2 separate regions of the Mus musculus genome follow, and region 2 is linked to region 1. A link is a contact called in public Hi-C data. All regions are on one chromosome and are shown on one strand. Each heading gives the region's core, a stretch centred on a gene start, on an enhancer-like site or on the middle of the called end of the contact. The rest is flanking DNA. Distances are from core to core; before and after follow the strand shown. Region 1 has its middle 37 kb from the start of Alg2. Region 2 has its middle 6.3 kb from the start of Gm32544.

Region 1 (2,888 bases), core at 184-2,683:
GTACAGCACATAACCAAGAGCCAGGCACAGGCTTTGAAGCCAGTACATGCAGCTCTAAGGGCCTGGATGCCTGCTGTCAAGCTTTGTCAACAGGCAAAACGCAACTGTGATGCCTCCAAGGAGAATGTGGCAGGAACCCACCTCCCTTTAGAAAGTCACCTGGGGCAGGTTGCTAATGTCAGAATTGTGGGGGTAGCGGAGGCGACTCCACCTTGAGTCGCAGCAGCAAAGGAAGCAGGGGGAGGGGAGGATCCTGGGTAGAGTAGGGAGAGGACCACAGGTCCACAAGGGAGAGAACGGGTGAGCCACAGGCACAACAGAAACAGCTTCACTCTCCAACCTATTGCTGCTTCTTGGACTCCACACTTAAGGATGGGGACAACTGGTGGAATCGATTTATAGACATGTTGATTTACAGATAAACACATGGCGCTTCTTGGCTTGGTTTGTTTTAGAGAAGAAAGACGACTCTGAGAACATAGCTCAATGGTAGAGTAATTACTGAGCATGTGCAAGGCCCTGGTTTCTATCTCCAGCCCTGGAGAGACAGAGACGTGTGTGTGTGTGTGTGTGTGTGTGTGTGTGTGTGTGTGTGTGTGTGTGTGTGCGTGCGTGTGTCTGAGAGAGACAGAGAACACAGAGATATTCTGAATATGATTCTGTTCATCTATATTAAATAAGAGGCTTAAATGTGTGGTTAATGAGACATAGTAAGAGAAAATAAAGACATGAGAAATTGCATGCACTCTATGTCCCTAGAGAACTTCCTTGTCACGATGCTTAGCTGCTCCTCACTTCATCTGCCTCACGTTAGCCTCAGGATCACCGGGTGGGGTCCCACAGCAAGCGATACCATCACATTTCATCATGAAGGCCCAAAGGCTGAGAGCATCAGACCAGGCATCTGAATCCAGTTCTGTCTGCCTAAACCAAGCATCCTCGCACCAAACAAGATATTCCTACACGTTAAAGGCTTGAAAAGCTCTGGAGGTAGAGGAAGGTCTCACCATCCCTCCCTGATCGCCTTCCAAACGCCAGGCGAGAGGGTTGTAGGGTTGAGCTGGCTCTGGGAACCAACGATGTATGTGCAGCTTTCGCCCCCTGGTGGCTGATATGCGAAGTGCTCGACAGTGGAAGAACAAAGGCTGCTAGCGTCCTTCCCTACCGCCCCCCCCCCAACCCCCGCCCCGGAATGGGGGTTGGGGTCCTGGACTTGGCTCTAGCGGCACGATAGACTAATGAGCTGTACATCTGCTCAGGAGGCAGCTGTTGAGTGCCTGACGGAAGGGTCGAGCCTGAAGGAATGAAATGAAAATTTGATTTATGTCGCTTGTTTTGGCAAGCTTTTGGGAAATGACCAGCCAGCAGCGCTGCCCCAGCACTCATGAGGGGTGAAGGGTGAGCGAGTGTCTCCTTGTCGCTCCACCTCACCCTTCAGCTGTCAACGAAGTCGTCCGTGGGGAACTGACTCTTATGCCCCTCCTCCAGGCAGCTGGCTTGTCCCGCCTTTGCTGGAGATGGGGGCGGGGGGCCTTCTGGTTCATCTCTGCTCTGTCTGAAGGGGGCGGGGGGTGCAGCTTCTTATACTTGTTTGAACATACATGTAAGTGTCCTCAGCTCTAGGCATCTGCCAGCTCCAAGCATTCAAAGGGGTCAAAGGGTGTGTCAGCTGAGAGGATGGCCACGCCCGCTATATTTTCAGAGCAGCGGCAATCTCCATGAGGATCGGGCTCCTTTGAGAAAGGTGGCTCCTTAACGCCAGGTCTCCTGGCACTGTGTGGCAGGTGTATGAATGAGGCCACAGGGAAGCTGGGCACCGTGCTCCAGAGCTTGCTTCTCTGCCTGCCTGTCCAATGTTCCCCTCTCCCAGGAGTATTATGGGAAACACCAGTCCAGCGTGTCTTCTCTAGGGCTGGGCTTCCAAGAGAATCAGCCCCGGGGAAGCTCCCTGCTCGTACAGCCTGCCGGAGTGGGAACACTGCCATCCTCCCTCCCTCTGCCCTGCCCCTTAGGGTGCTTCACATATACTTTCTCTGTATTTCATACTACCTTATTGAAAAGGGGAGACATATGTCTCCTGAGAGGCTTTACCTAGGAGCAGATGGAAGCAGACACAAGCATCAGGTGGCCTGTGGGGAGTCCTGTGGAAGAGTAGGGGATAGGATTAAGCCAGCCGGAGTGGTCAAAGACACCACAACTAACCTGGGCCTGTGGGGGTTCACAGAGACCGAACCACTAACCAGTGGGCTGGACCTAGATTCCCTATACACTTGTAGCAGATGTGCAGCTTGGTTTTCATGTGGGTCCCCTAACAACTGAGCTGTCTGACCCTGTGGCTGCCATTGGATCCCCTTCCTCTACTTGGACTGCCTGGTTGGTCCTCAGGAAAAGGGGTGTGTAGTCCATCTAGGACTGGATGTCTCAGGGTGGGGTGGTACCCCAGGGGGCTTTACTTTCTCTAAGGAGAAGATGAGGGAGTAATGGGGGAGAGGGATTTGTAAGGGTGAGACTGGGGGGAGTGGAGGAAGGGGGTTGATCAGGATGCAAAGTGAATAAATAAATTAATAAGAAAGAGAGATTAAAGTGAGTGGCACAGTTGCTTTCTGGCCTTCATGAGGAAAACCTGGGAAGTGAGCTTTGTCTGTCATGTGTGCTTCGCAAAAGCCAAGCTCCTGTCTATGAAAACCACTTAGGAGGTAGGAGATACCTGAGACCAACTTGGAACTCTCAGCTGTCCCCCTGCCTCAGTCTCCCCAGTGCTGGGATTACAGGTGTGAGTCACCACCCCTGGCGGAAGCATGCTTTTCTGCACATGTCCTTCCCATAGACTCCCTCTCCCTGAGGTCATCAAACCATTTATGAGAGGGAAAATGACACGACCTCAGGTT
Region 2 (2,888 bases), core at 220-2,719, 210 kb before region 1:
CTGTCATGGGCAGTGAGTTCCCTGTCACTGAAGATGTGTGTAGCACTTATTACCGGAAGGCACCTGAAGCACGTTCTATTGCACTGTCCAATCCTCACAGGAATTGTCAGTGAGCAGTGACATTATTTCATAGCAATAGCCACCCAGTACAGAAAACTTAGAAAAGATTTTGCACAACCAGAAATGGGAAAAATTAAAGCCTCCTCTAATTTTACCACCTGGAGACAACTTTATCGCTGTGGTGTTTGGTCTATTTCTCCCTAGGCTTTTTCTCCCCCGCCCCCTATTTTTTGAGAGGGGTGCTTTGCATGTTGAATGTACAGTTCTAGAGTTTGCTTCTATTTGTAAACAATAGATGGGGAACCTCTTAGCAAACGCACAGCTGCCGCATGATGCTCAATGTGTGCCGGGTTAAGCTCTCACTCATATGGGTGTATGACAGCTTACTTAACAAACCTTCCGTTACTGAGCATTTAAATTGACTCCTATCTTTACTGTGAAAACAGCATCTCATAGCTCTATCATTTTGCGTATTCTTAATTATTTTGCCAGGGCACACTCCTAGACATGGGGATGGATTTCTGCTTTGGTTTTTGACAATTTCCCCTTTTTTTTGAAGGTTCCCAACAGCAACCCATGAGTGCGAACATTCACTTGCAGAAGTAAAACAGACCACTTCTTTTGTGTTTCTTTGCCATTTGATTTCTTTTCCTTTGTAAATTAAATAGAGTTCACGTGGTAATGCAATGCCTGGCCCGTAGAAATAAATACTAACTAATGCCATTACTATCAGCACCCTGGACTTTGTTGTAAGGTAGCGACCCTCGGACATTGTAAGTGCCAACCTCAAACCTGTCATTTTATTTACATTTAAACACATTTATTCTATTGACTGGAGCCACACATGTATAAACATTTTTATATGAAGAAATTCATGAGCCTTAATCTTATTCTGCCTCTGGCAACAGAACAGACCTTTCTGCTCTCAGCATATATAAATGTTGCTTAAGTGTTCATCTTATAAAGTCTTTGTGACACCATACATTATATGTAAATCCATAATGCGCCTAGGATTTATATAAAAGGTAGGGTGAAGACCAGAGGCTTTTCCCAAAACAACAAATGGCTTACCTAGTCAACAATGGAGCATTTTTTTCCCAAACTGGAACAGTAATGTTTTTGAATCAAGCTCTGTGAATAGCCCCTTCTGAGTGGAGAGGGATTAATTGCTGCATGTCAGAAGTCAGCATGGGGCCAGTGCTGTTAAACACACTAATGGCTGAGGTGGATGGGGCTCTGGCAAGCAGGCTGCAAGCTTCTCCCTGTCCAGTGGTGACTTAAGTGGGTGACTTAGAGCCCAACATGACAGTGAGGAAAACCAGACAGCCCTCAGTGTCAGCAGGGAGCGTGGCTGTGGTGTGTGGTTGCCATCTGCCTGGAGCCTCACCCAACTCCTTGGCCCTCACAGTGTAAAACCAAAAGTGGAGAGGTCTGGGAATGGCCAGGGCCTAGAAAGGCCACACCCAGAGTCTCCTCCTGCTGAACACTCAGCAGAGGCCTGTGTCCCAGCTTTCCCTCCTACATGATTGTCCTCTCTGCTCCGAGCACTTCCAGAGTGTGCCTGCTTTCCTACATGCCACACTCTGTCCTTTTCTTCAAAGTTCACATTTCAGATTTAAGTGATTCTTCTCTAGAATGTGTTTCTGTGCTATATATGGCTGACCCTCACTGCACAGTGTGTCCACATTTGAACTGTCTGTTGGGAGGCTGAGTTTCTGAACACAGCTCTTAGTCACTACTGACAGCAGTCAAGGCTACCATGGCAATTTGACCCCATGTGTTTTACCTCAATCCTATACGACATCCTGGCAACTGGGAGGGAAAGACCCCAGAAACGATTTGTCGAAGAGGGACAGAGTGGGTCAGAAATAGACCTGGAATTCTATTCACATTTCACGCTTACATAAAAACAGGCCTCATTCAGTGCCCATTCTACCACCTCAGTGACTCCCTTCCCACTCCTGTCAGGGTTTCTTGGGAATCCTTTGCTTTAACAAACCCAGAGATAGCCCAGTCAGTAAAGTGTTTTGCAAGTACCAGGACATCCTCCTCTTGGTTTGTTCTGCCTTCTCAGAACTCAGGGCAGGACCAGATCTGGGACCCATGCAGTACCAATATATATCACCCTGGAATTTTTGTTAATGAAGCCAATGGTCCTCTGGTCTTTGAGGAAATGGTTTGCTTTGGAATGGAGCCCATACACAGGCAGGCAGTCGAAGATGAGAGAGACAGAGGGGATGGGAGAGCTTCTGGATGCTGTGCGAACTTAAAATCCAGCCACCCTAAAGGAAAACCCCTTCAATCCCATGGCCCTGTGAGCTAACAGGTTCTTTTACTTATGTGTGCAAAACATCTGGAGTTGAGTTGCTATCATGTGCAACCCATATAGATCTGAGGCCTTGTGAATCTTTGGTACCCATAGGCAGTATCCACACTGCCTGCCCAGTCCCTGTGCTTCTCACACTTACATTCATGAAATGATTGAGTCAAGACCCCTTATTCCAAGATGTGAACTGTTCCTTGATGAGATTCCAGGCCTATGGAACTTCACCTCGACTTGATCAGGACAACTACAGAAGCATTGCTAGCAGTAAACCAAGTATTGATACCGTAGGTGAGAGTCACAGGTGATGTCTGTCTCACAGAGAACTGATATCATTTGCTGCTCTGTAACCATTCCTTTCCTTTCTATAAAACAAGCCCTTCCCCTGTCTCTAACCATGTTGATGAAATGGAGACTGCCCGTCTTTGTCATATGTGGCCAAAGTTGTTGGCCTGGGGAGTTACCTGCCTAAGAATAGATGGGGAAATGAGTCTCTAATCCTTTA

The links. Hi-C and Micro-C count contacts between places; a contact is called where the count stands out from the background.
Region 2: a contact with region 1 is called in a Hi-C map of the N1E-115 cell line, with 8 times the contacts expected there. The contact joins two enhancer-like sites. A contact is called at or near these places in 2 of 484 Hi-C or Micro-C datasets (the N1E-115 cell line and nephron progenitors) and 1 of 9 other capture datasets (embryonic stem cells).

The regions. Positions count from the first base shown.
Region 1 is chr4:47,436,401-47,439,288 of GRCm38.p6, reverse strand. No RefSeq gene overlaps it. Among named protein-coding and RNA genes, the nearest start is that of Alg2, 37 kb to the left of the region's middle. Within about 2 kb of position 1,433, at least 180 of the 459 cell types and tissues checked have an H3K27ac peak or open chromatin away from gene starts, as enhancers often do. A contact at or near this core is called in the N1E-115 cell line, where this site is marked.
Region 2 is chr4:47,643,767-47,646,654 of GRCm38.p6, reverse strand. No RefSeq gene overlaps it. Among named protein-coding and RNA genes, the nearest start is that of Gm32544, 6.3 kb to the right of the region's middle. Within about 2 kb of position 1,469, at least 15 of the 459 cell types and tissues checked have an H3K27ac peak or open chromatin away from gene starts, as enhancers often do. A contact at or near this core is called in the N1E-115 cell line, where this site is marked.